3 separate regions of the Mus musculus genome follow, and regions 2 and 3 are each linked to region 1. Evidence: chromatin contacts called from public ChIA-PET and HiChIP or PLAC-seq data. All regions are on one chromosome and are shown on one strand. The core of a region is the stretch at or near the end of the contact, and the rest is flanking DNA. Distances in the headings are between cores, read along the strand shown.

Region 1 (4,050 bases), core at 1,171-3,670:
AAATCCTTTTGGCAGTAATAATGGTACTGTAAGTGATGGGGCTCCCTGTCCCCCATTCCTTCACAGCATTGCTCACAACAGCCACTCAAAGACGTTCTGCAACCACATGGTGAACACCATGTCTGGTATCTATCCATTTGTCACTAGTGATTTTGTTACAGTCAAAGACCACACAACAACAACAGACTGAGTAGCCCTTACCTGAAACCCATGGGACCAGAAATTATTTAGATGCTGGAAGTTTTCAGATTTTGGGGTGACTTAATTGAAGAGTTAATGTCAAGCATTTCTAACATAAAAACCTGAAATACAAACAGTGTGAAATCCAACACTTTTGTCACTTAGGAAAGTTTTGGATTTCAGAGCATAACAAATTTCTGTATTAGGAATGCTCAACCTATGTACTGACACTAGGGCCACTGGAGTTCAGAATTTGCTTGAGACATTTGCCAGTTAGCATACGGGGAAAGTGACCAGAGATTCTAGTAAGGGATGGCAGACAACTCAGCTTCTGGAAGCCAATATATCCAACAGTATGTCACAGCCAACCAGAGAGTGGCACACCCAGCACATCTACTAGCTTCTTGCCTTAGGAAGCTGATGTTCAGGACACATTGTCATACTGGCAGTGGCTGGGTATTCTCTGTCAAGTATACCCTAGAAATGTGGACAAACCATTTTCTATTCTTATAAAGCAGATGTAATTATTTGAACAAATGCACAATGTCTGGTTGGTTCCTCTTCAACTCTCACTAAGCCTATCTCAAAATGTTACTTTTTCCTACTCTGTGGCTATGTAGAAGGCACTAGGGTCAACAGGAATGAACAACATAGGGTAGTTCTTATCTAGCTGGAGTCTGAAGTCCAGCAAAGAGTCAATAGCACATAAAAATTACCAAATAATGTGGCATTGAAACAGGTGAAACAGATGCCCAGCAAGCATACCACTAGGACAAAGAGGGGAGATAGATACCCATGGCTATAGGGGTGGGACAATACAGGGAAGCCTTTGACTGAAGGATGAGTGTTAGTCAAGATGCTGGGTGGTTATTGTTAGCTCAGAGTCTCCAAATAAAATTTCCAGTATTTACTGGCTTCAGATGGGGAATGTTCTAGAGAAGGCTGCTAAGATCATTTGATGTCGTCTTCCTATTGCTACCTTCCCATGGACCATGTCCCTCTTCAAACATGACAGCACTAGTCTGTAGGGCAGAGGGTCCTCTCCCCTAACAAGACCCTGGCCAAGGCCAATAAAGAGTCATCCCATGACTCCTTTTCAAGCTTTGACAGACAGAACTGGAGCTCTCAAAAGTTCTTACTAGATAAAGAAGAAACTTTTATTTGTTTTGGTTTTGATATTTTTTTGATGTAAGATCTTGCATATCCCAGGATGGTCTGCTTTAGCGTTCTGAGTGCTGGAATCACAGACATAAGCCACCACACCTGGCTTGATCCTGTACTTAAAAAAAATTAACCTTTGCAGGGTTTTGGTTTTGGTTTTGGTTCTGTACCACACACTGCCATCCACTAATGACCACCACAGACAGACGTCAGTCCAGCTCACCACTTCACACAGAAGGGTGAATTCTACCACTGAGCCACATTCCTAATCCCAACTTGGTCTGCTTATTTTCCAGTGCTGGAGAGCCAATCTTGGGCCTTTTGCATGCTAAGGACATGGTTTGTAAGTTCACTAGTTTAAATAAAAGGTTCAGTACAAAAAAAAAAAAAATCCACCAATTAACTTTGCAAACTAGCTTTTAGAGAAAAATGCCCTCTATTGTTGAAGTCTGGCCTGCTTACTCAGGGACTTCTCAGAGAAGGTTCAGGAAAATGAGGCCAAACTGCAGAGTTCCTCACTTAGCAAGCACTTCAGTTACAGGAAACAGACCAGGAGAAAGACTTCAATTAGAAGAAATCTTTTAACATAAATAAATGAGCTTGGAGTTAAGCTAAGTTAAAATACACGCACACCTCAAATGGGTTTTAAGCGAGGCTGTAACGTTATAACTCGTTGATTAGAGTTAAACAGCAATAATAACCACGGATAGAATCAAAGGGATGGATCGCCAAAGTTCCAGGCGTTTTACTACTGGTTCCAAAGGAAATCCAGATGTGAAACGGACCAACAGAAGTTGGTTTAGGATTCTTTTTCAGGTTTTGGACTCTTCACACATAAGTGACTCCTAAAGTAAAATTAAAAAAACATTTCTTTTGAAAACCGCTAGCCACATTCCCTTAGGATCTTAAGCTACCTGTTGGAGCTGTCTGTCCCGCGAGAGCAAGCATCAGCTCCGCTCCGGTAGCAGTCACAGCACGGGCCGCCCGGGCAGCTTTCCGGGGTGGGGGTGGGGGGTCAAATGCGCGCTCCGCCCAGCGCGTTCCGCCAGGCAGACCCATACGCCGGGACGCTAGCGGACATTCGCTGGCTGGTGACAGAGTCCCTAAGCCGCCCCCAGGCTCCCAGTCCCAGCCCGCCTCGGCGCCTCACCTGCAGCGGTCGGGGGAATCACGAGGAGCGCGCCCGGACCACGGAGCGGAAATGCCCAGCTGGGCGGGTGTCGCAACCAAACCGCCCCGGGCGGCGCTCCTGCTGGTCTCTCGCCGCTCCGCCCGCCCCGGCAGCGCCACGGAGCGCACCTGGCAGCGCGCACGCCACTCCCCATGTGCCGGAACCGCGCAGGTAAGAACCCGAAGCCACATTCCTCCGAAATGCAAGCAAGCAAGCTCCCCACCACCACTCCCACCACCAGACACGGGCTCGACTGCTCCCACCAGGTTCAGCTCTACATCACACATGCTTTGACTCCACGTTAGACCCAAACACGCCTAAGATTCACTACTTCAGAGAGACTCACCCCTTCACATAGACACTGAGGTGATGCTAAACTCAGATCTGAGGAAGGCTCCACAGGACAATTAAGGCATCGCATCTGCTCGTACATATCCCTACGGGATACAGGTAACTGTAGCAATTCTGCCTACTTACCAACTCTTTTTAAAATAAAACTTGTTTAGGAGCTAATGGAAGAACTAGCTTTCCCCTACATCCTACCCTTAGGACATAAGATGTATGAGAACCAAAAGCTGAGGGCAATTTTTTCTCTAGAGATCTTTATCATGGAAGGATGTTCCTATGGCAGAATGCAGGCAGGCGTGATGCTGGAGAGTTCTATATGTCCCTATCGGGATGTGAAAGCAACGTCACAGAGATGGTGAGACTAGAGACCCATTGTCTCCTCATCGAGACCCAAATTAACTATATGACTACTGCTTTTCCTTTCATCATTTCCCATCCCTTTGACTTTGTGTATGTGGAGTACTTGAAATCGTGTTATATTCTTGGTTTTCACGTAGCATCAAATGATGCTGAAGTGGTTGTATTTTAAATAGATGTCCAAGTCTACAAGAACCCTGAACAATCATCACATTTATAAACCACCAATTTTATAGAAAGAGGACCATGAGAAGGAAAATGGGGTCTTAAAGGAGGGCCTGGGAAGGGGAGAAACAGGGAGTAATAGGATTACACATGACATCAAAGATGGGCAGGGATGAGGGAAGGAGGCATGGAGAGAAGAACAAAGCAGTACTACGAAAGTCTCAGAGCCACTCATAATGCGGCAAGCTAATTTACAAAACTAAATCGTTGAAGAAGAAGGTTAAGGGTCTAAGTATGCTTGAAGTTACTCCTTTACCACAATCTCATTTTACAGTGGAGAAATCAATAAAACCAGTAGTGGTCCCATTGTATTTACTGGAAGCAACTGGGGCACAAAGTAAATAAGCAACTAATCCCAGGTTCCAGGTAAATATGGTAAAATCAGATTCATCTGTCTTTGATAGTCACTGAACCTTTAAAAATGACTTATGATATCTTAGTTAGGGTTTCTATCGCTGTGAAGAGACACCATGACCACAGCAACTCTTATAAAGGGAACCATCTAACTGGAGCTGGCTTATATTTTAGAGTTTAGTCCATTATTGTTATGGTGAGAAGCATGGCAGCATGAAAGCAGACATGATGTTAGGTAGCCGAGAGTTGTACAT
Region 2 (3,587 bases), core at 1,049-3,548, 320 kb after region 1:
AGAGGGTCTGAAGAAGTAAAGGCTTGGGGCCAGGAAGGATCATATTTGGTGGATGCAGGGAGTTGGGGGAGATGACAGACTCTAGTAGTTTGAATATGCTTAGCCATGGGAAGCAGCACTGTTAGGAGGTGTGACCTTGTTGGAATGGGTGTGACCTTGTTGGAGGAAGTGTGTCACTGTGTTCATAGTCTTTGAGGCTAAAGTTTCCCCCATGTAGGTGTGGAAGAGAGTCCCCTCCTAGCTGCCTGCAGAGAAGTCTCCTCCTGACTGTCTTCGGATCAAGATGTAGAACTCTCATCTACTTCATCCAGCATGTCTGCCTGCATGCTGCTATACTTCCCACCATGAAGATAATGGACTGAACTTCTGAAACTGTAAGCCAGCCCCAGTTAAATATTTTCTTTTATAAGATTTGCCTTGGTCATGTTGTCTCTTCACAGCAATAAAACCCAAGCTAAGGCATAGATCAAACTTCTCTTGTTCCTGGTTCTGTACATCTCAGGTCCCTACTAAATTTCAGCTTAATCTTCCCATCCCAGAGAGAGCTTTTCACTGTGGTCATTATTTCTCTATCTAAAGCTACTCAAGAAACAAAAACATGGGGCGGGGTGGGTAAATGGAGTTTCAATAAAGAGTTGAACACCTCATGCTATATATAGCAGTGGTCCTTATAGTTAGGTACAGGTGGAGCCATAGTCAGATGTCCTCATTGTCATAGGTGGCTCAAATAAAATGCTTAATGATCACAGTGAATGAGAAGTTTTAGGTACATGCCCCCCCCCCCACCTTTTCTTTATATTTATTTTTGTAGTGATGGGGATTGAATCCTGGGTCCCCAGATCTGGAATTTTTTTTAAATCCAGAGACTTGTTTATTATTATTATTATTTACTATTATTATTATTATTATTATTATTATTATTTAATTTTCTGTCAGAGATTCTCCTTCTATTCTTTTAAAAAATAAACATCAAAACCTATTAATGTTACAGATAGGACCACTGCATCAGGACTTATTTGAGCATGAGTGTAGTTAGCCTTCAGCAGCCTTTTACACTGAGCTAGATTTTTACCCACATACAACCTTTCTGCCACTACTATTACCATCATCTGTGGCTCAACCACAAATACTCACATTATACACTTTCAGCATCATTATCCCAAATTGAGGAATTTCAGATAGAATCATCTGTGAAAATATCAGAGGTAAAAGTAAGCTATTACAGGGTGTTGATGTCACCCCAAGGCCTTGTTTGCTATTTTCCTGCTCATTTTACTGCATTTAACCCACTATAGAAGGGACTGAGCTATAATCAACTGTAATTTATTGGGGCTAATGGAGGGACAAAGAGATCCTAGCAGTATAGGACAGTGAACACGGGGTAAGGATGAGGACACATGCATGCATATTTTCTAGACAGCACAGGCATAAAAAAAAATCAGTCCTAATAATTTGCAACTCGACTGGAATGTTCTGTGACCTGAGGCAACAAGAGTAATAGACCAAGGAGGTGGTAAACATTTTAGTCACTGGCAGATGCAAAAAGAGCTGTGTTAAGAAACACAACAAGCAGAAAATGGAGAGTTGGTATATAGCTGGCTGCTGAAAGGGTATGGTTCTATTGGAACCACATTCATATGCCACATCATTATTTTTATTATGCAACTTTTTTCCCCTATGAATTACCCAAAGGTAGCTCTGACCTTTGACTGAACTCTGGGGAGAACTCAGATTCCATACTGCTTGCTAATTTTACTCCTACAGATGTGGAAAAGGAAGCCAGCGGATGTTAGTCTCATGAAGGGCTCAGAAGATGGTGCTTGCTGTTAAAATTCCCTGAGGTGCTTCTGGGAGACAAACATGGCCTGTTGACGGGATGTGGTGCCCTTTGCATCCTGACATCTCATTTCTGTAGAAGGGATGAATCATTATGTGAGAGCCTTTTAGTAGGTCAAAATAAAACAAGAGTTACATTAGACCCAAACTTGCTGTCACCTTTTCTACAAGATTTGCTTGAGTTATATCTGAGTGCATACACACATACACACACTGGAAAAGGGTTTAAAAAATACCTAATTTCTACAGTTAAGTAGTGAGCTATGTAAAATTGTGTGAGTCTGAGGGCATGACAAGTCTAGATACTCATGCAAATCCTTTCCCTTTCTCTACTGTCATTTTTGTTTTGTCCTCAATTGTTGCATGTAGGATCATGCTGATCCAGGACACCCACCCACTTATCCTTTGATGGTTTAACGTCTATAGCATCAGTTTCTGGATATTTGTTTGGTTGAGTGGTTATTGTAGGCAGTTAGCTTGTTTAGTGACTCACGAATGTTTCCAGATGAGGTTCAGTGGAAACACAGCGCTCTATAAAATGGTAGGAACAGTTAGTGGGAGTTGCTGTCTCTGCTTTCCTTGTTATCTGAGAGCCGGGGTTTTTACGATCTTTGCTGTGCATATTTTGCACATTTTACTTAGATTGATCTAGGTATTTGGGGTTGAGGGTGTCATTTTCAGGAAATCTTCATAGTATGTATAAGGTTTAATAAGTGAGGCAGAAACCAGGCAATTAATTCTAAAATTATCACTGTTTATTATCCCTCTTCCCTCTGAATCTAGGAAAGGCTCATACTTTCCACCTGCTCCTCCTCCATGTATTCCTATAGCTACATGACTGAAATCCAGCTGAGGGAAAGTACTAGAGGGCACATTTACCTGTTAGGTCTGCCCTCTATTGTATGGCATTCCATAGCCTTTATCCTCAGACCTGACAATTTGGGGGTAAAATGTCAGCTTGGGAAACCAGACACCGAAGATGATGGAACCACAGACAGAAGCCTATGCCTCTGAGTTGCTGCATGGAGGAAATGAGCCCTCTGACTAGAAATAACTTTTAAATGAACAACATTAACATTCTCTCTGAAGCTTCGGAGGGTTACCATATTAGCTTTTATATCCTTATTAAGTTTTCCTTAATGAAAACACTGTATCAGTGTGTGCCCGAATTCAATGCATGTTGCAATTACTTTGATTCACTGTAGTAAGTTTATATCTTGTTAAAACTAATGAAGGCCCATGAATTTGCAAAGGTTCTAAAATTCAGTAAATGTCAGTCACCAGAAGACTTCCATGTGCAAAGCATTGAATAGGAATTATGGACCTAGATGAAAATTGATGGAGTCTCAAAAGGGGAAAAACAAGCGTGCAAGATCAGGGATACTGATGGGGTATTCTTCAACAAGGGCACTGAATCAAGCATGTGCACTGTAAGTGAAATTTAGAAATCAAAAAAAGATTGCTGCATTAGAGCTTAGTTGTTTTGAGACTGGTAGAGGATGTATCTGAACTAGGAGTTTCACACGAAGGAGGAGTCAGAAGTTGAGCTCATGGAGGAGAGCTGGGTTTATTTTTCTTTTGGAGGGCTGTCCTACTTTGGGGAAATGCAGACAAAGACTAAGTCACAAAGACAATGAGAATGATAGTGTTCTTCACCTATGGTCTCACTCAGAGGGTCTTTACACAGAGATATCGTCATGTTCCTGAAATAGATCTTGGTCCTCTCGGCTTGCCTGGGTGGAAATGATCAC
Region 3 (3,934 bases), core at 961-3,460, 510 kb before region 1:
CAAAGATGTAGGCCAATTGCCAGTCATCTGAGAAGATACAAGGGCCCCCAGAAGAGAGGTCCCATAGCCCTCATTCCCCAGGAGACAGAAATCTAAAACGTGGAGTAGCAAGGAAGCAGGCATCCCACTTCTCCAACCCACATCCCCTAGTAAGGAGCAGACAAAGAGAAATGCCACCAAGGCTGAGTGAGCCACCAAGGCTGAGTCTGCCGTAGGGACACAGACGTGGGTGATGAGGTGGGAAGGGGACTTGGCTGCTCATCAGATTAATTAAAAAAACATACCTGTTTATATTTTTATGTAGCTCAATGGCAGCCACTTTGCCTGTATCACCCCCTTGTTATTAATTCTAGGGGGCTAAATTATGGATAACACTATTAAAACATTATCAGAACTAATGAGAAACAATTACTTAGAAAATGAGCCAGGACAAGATTGAGCTGAGAACATCAGCGGTTGATCTCCACAGATTAGTTTAATAAATCATCAGGTGCGATGCGAGAATGACTGGACGGACGCAAAGCCTCGTCACGGGAAAATGAAATTGCGATTCTTTTTGCATAATTTTTTCATTAATCTCAATAGGACCCGTGTGGTGTCGATTGCTTTATGCCTTTAATACCTTGCCCGAGGGGGGGGGGGTGCCCAATAATGTCTTCATTGTTTTACTGAGGTCTTAATGACAATCTGTGACAAACTCATTTTAATGTATAGAGGATTGTATCGGCACAGTCATGTTTTATTGAAAGGGTAAGGAGAATTCTGGCTGGTTGGGGGGCACCCCTGGGACGGCAAGTTAGGGACTTTCTTCAGCCTTGTCTCCAGTTTTCCACAGGGCCACACTGGCCCCCACTGCTCTAGAGACAGGTCGGGAAATAGTGTCCCGGGGATGAAGACTTCACCGCCTGTAGTTTGAATTTGAAAGTCTTTGATTGCCTGGCATATTTTGCTGGATAAATAGAACCAACCATGCGGTGTTCCGCTCTCTAAAATAGAAGTCATTATCGCCAGGAACACCTTTGCACTCAATAGTTTTGTGGGAGTTGGGGAAACTTTATTTAGAGACTATGGAATTTTCTTAGTTGGCACAGGAAGAGGAGAGAATACGGGCTTTACAGCTCCCCTTGTCCCCTCCCCCCCAACACACACCCCTTCCTCTTTCTTCCTCAGGACAGTATGCTTTTAGAGCTTGCATTTATTTTGCCATCTGAATCCTCTGCGTTTTTTTTTCCACGGGAACTTGTGAATATTATTACCAGTGGAGAGCACAAGAAGGGTCTGTAAATCCAGGGCTTGGGAACAGTGCCCTCTCCCGGGAGGGCCCCCTGCAAAGCCCTCACTTTGTAATTTAGGGGAAGTAATTACCTGACCCTAACATTGAAATGCTAAAGCCTAACTCTTCTTTCTTCCCACCCTCTGTTTTCAACTGGGGCCAGGGATGGCTAAGTAAGCGACCCGAACTGGAACGGAAATTACTTTTTAGTACCTGTAAAACTTGCGCAGTGGGACCCGGCAGCTTGTCCCGGTTCTGTGGTGGGTGACTTTTGTCGCTGGTGGACATGGTTTGTTTAGATTCTAGTAATTATTTGACACCCCACCTCCTTCAGAATCCGTAAAGATAGCCAGAAATACAAAGCAAGCGCCAGGAAGGCACCAAAGTCCTCCTGGACACGCAATTTGTGGCGATCTACTCAGTTTCGTCTAAGCAGGTTATTTACGTTTTCGAGGACTATGTAACTGTGTCCTTCCTTTTACATAATTTTTCCCCCTTTCTTTTTTCATTGTGACTGACCGGCTGGGTTTTCTTTCGCTCCTTCGGACGGGAAGAGCAAGGCAAGCCTGGAACTCCCGTACCGCTTAGGAAGGAGACGTGCTCAAACGGTCAGGACACGCGTGTAGGTAGATGTTCTTCTGTTCCGCACCACACACCGCATGCATCGGTGCGCGGGCGTCGCCCCGGAGTAGAGACCAGGCCTTGGGCACATTTCGGAGACCGCTGCCCTTCCCTGCGTGATGACTTACACCGGTGTAGCAGTGCTGGGGCGCAGCGGCCAGGCTAGGCCGGGGCCGCAGTGGGGGGATCCCCGTGGCCCAGTGGCCAGGACTGCGGGCCTCCCGGACCCCGTGAGCCTGTCGCGCAGCCGGGCTGTAATGGTGCGAGATCAAAGGCTGCCCGTGTCCCCGCGGAGCCGGGGACAATCCTTCGCCTTTGTGCCTGGTTGCTAGGAGCCGAAGAAACTAAGAGAAAGTGTCAGGAGCGAGTTAATCAGACTCGTTACAGTGTAACAATAACGTCTTTCTCGGGGCTCCTGGGCCCCCGCGCACCCCGTGCACAGGCCGGACACCTGCGCGGGGCCCATAGCCCGTCCAGGGGATCCGCCGCCCGGGTGTGTCGTAAACACCGAAGTTGGCTCCTGGGCCATGTGTAAAGAATTCTGGGGGAGACGCCAAACGCCAGGCAAGTCCTGGGCGAGTCCTGGTGTACTGGATCTGAGTTCCACTCTCTAAAAGATGACCCATCTGTAGGGCATAAGACCTGGAAAGATCCACGTCTTCTGCCTAGCCAGCTTCCTGGTTAACATTTCCCCAGATGCCACAAGCAACTTTGTGGATTTCTCTGCACGTCTGCGAGAGAAAACCACAAATTCTAATTCCCCAGGGTAAGAAAGAAGCAGATGTGAGTAAATATATCCCCCCTCCCCCGAAGGTCTTAAGGGGAATCGCTGCGCTCACGAATATTTAACTAAATTCATATTCAGCCAACACCTGTTGAGTTCCCTGGATGTCAGACAACTGTCCAAAAGTCACAGAGCGATCCACAGATGAGTTCTCTTCAAATCGAAGTACCCATGGAGCACGCCAGCACTTGGGAAGCAGAGGCAGGGGGACCTATGTTAGTTCAAGGCCAACCTAGTCTGTATAGTGAGTTCCACATTAGCTAGGTCTACATAGATAAATAGATCTACATAGTGAATAAATTAATTAATGAAAGGGAAAAAAGAATTTAAAACGTTGCCAGGCAGCCGGGCAGTGGTGGCGCATGCCTTTAATCTCAGCATTTGGGAGGCAGAGGCAGGTGGATTTCTGAGTTCAAGGCCAGCCTTATCTACAGAGTGAGTTCCAGGACAGCCAGGGCTATACAGAGAAACCCTGTCTCAAAAACAAAAACAAAAACACAAAACAAAACCAAAACAAAAAACAAAAACGTTGCCAGGCAGTGAAGGCACATACATTCAAAAGGCAGAAGCAGGCCGATCTCTGTGGGTTCAAGGCCCACCTGGTCTACAGAGCAAGTTCTAGGATAGCCAGGGCTACACAGATAAACCCTGTCTCAAAAACCAACCATCACCACCACCACCACCACCAACAACAACAAAACCAATCAACCAAACAAAGAATCATTTAAAACATTCGAAAATCCAGCAATCCATACTCTTCCCTGTATCTCTCCCTTGGAAAACGGTCTCTGCAGTGTGTGAGCCATGCAAAGGCATGGTGAGGTCTGAGGAATGAGGTCCGCCCTTCTGTAGTATGCACATGGTTCCACAGACTTGCCTAGAGGACCTGCTAGTTGCTGATCTGATGACCAGACCATGCAAAGCCGTGCTCAGCCACAGCTAGAAGATTGGTCAAGGTGAGTTGACTTTCTCATAGGTGACCTCTTACTTGGAAACCGAACCAGACTTCTAGACTGGAACTACAGCACCCTAAGTTAAATTAAAGCCAGCAGCCTCTTAAGACCCCACATGGAACTCAGTAACCGTGGAGGAGTCTGCTTCAGTCTCAGCCAATTTTGGAAGGGGAGGTGTTGAGACAGGGTCTATCTGAAGCCCTGTGTGGCTTGGAAGTTCCTTTGTAGATCAGGCTTAAAGATAGAGATGTACCTGCCACTGCTGGTGTTAAAGGCTCTGCTGTGCCAGGCACCCCAACCCCA

Evidence for each region. ChIA-PET counts read pairs in DNA pulled down with a chosen protein or histone mark. HiChIP or PLAC-seq counts read pairs in DNA pulled down with a chosen protein or histone mark.
Region 2: a contact with region 1 is called in a FOXA1 HiChIP or PLAC-seq map of pancreatic cancer cells. The contact joins the enhancer-like site here to the promoter of 4930594M22Rik in region 1. A contact is called at or near these places in 3 of 39 promoter capture datasets (embryonic stem cells, hippocampal neurons and neural stem cells), 3 of 484 Hi-C or Micro-C datasets (embryonic fibroblasts, pancreatic cancer cells and reprogramming fibroblasts), 4 of 115 datasets of contacts at active chromatin or transcription factors (embryonic stem cells, forebrain, pancreatic cancer cells and 1 more) and 2 of 9 other capture datasets (embryonic stem cells and pancreatic islet).
Region 3: an RNA polymerase II ChIA-PET map of memory CD8 T cells shows a contact between it and region 1, with 8 read pairs. The contact joins the enhancer-like site here to the promoter of 4930594M22Rik in region 1. A contact is called at or near these places in 6 of 39 promoter capture datasets (HPC-7-derived erythroid cells, cranial neural crest, embryonic stem cells and 3 more), 2 of 115 datasets of contacts at active chromatin or transcription factors (craniofacial prominence and memory CD8 T cells) and 1 of 9 other capture datasets (adipose tissue).

Annotation. Positions count from the first base shown.
Region 1 is chr14:122,910,610-122,914,659 of GRCm38.p6, forward strand. 4930594M22Rik (RIKEN cDNA 4930594M22 gene) reads left to right here and starts at 2,421. Exons shown (of 2, transcript NR_155287.1): 1 at 2,421-2,683. Ggact (gamma-glutamylamine cyclotransferase) reads right to left here and starts at 2,556. Exons shown (of 3, transcript NM_145466.2): 1 at 2,492-2,556. Gm46488 (a long non-coding RNA gene) reads right to left here and starts at 262. Exons shown (of 2, transcript XR_001781477.2): 1 at 202-262.
Region 2 is chr14:123,235,488-123,239,074 of GRCm38.p6, forward strand. All of the region lies in intron 1 of Gm33906 (a long non-coding RNA gene), which reads left to right. Among named protein-coding and RNA genes, the nearest start is that of AA536875, 69 kb to the left of the region's middle. Within about 2 kb of position 2,299, at least 13 of the 459 cell types and tissues checked have an H3K27ac peak or open chromatin away from gene starts, as enhancers often do. A contact at or near this core is called in pancreatic cancer cells, where this site is marked.
Region 3 is chr14:122,404,736-122,408,669 of GRCm38.p6, forward strand. All of the region lies in intron 1 of Gm5089 (predicted gene 5089), which reads right to left. Among named protein-coding and RNA genes, the nearest start is that of Gm25464, 19 kb to the left of the region's middle. Within about 2 kb of position 2,211, at least 69 of the 459 cell types and tissues checked have an H3K27ac peak or open chromatin away from gene starts, as enhancers often do. A contact at or near this core is called in craniofacial prominence, embryonic stem cells, memory CD8 T cells and 1 more, where this site is marked.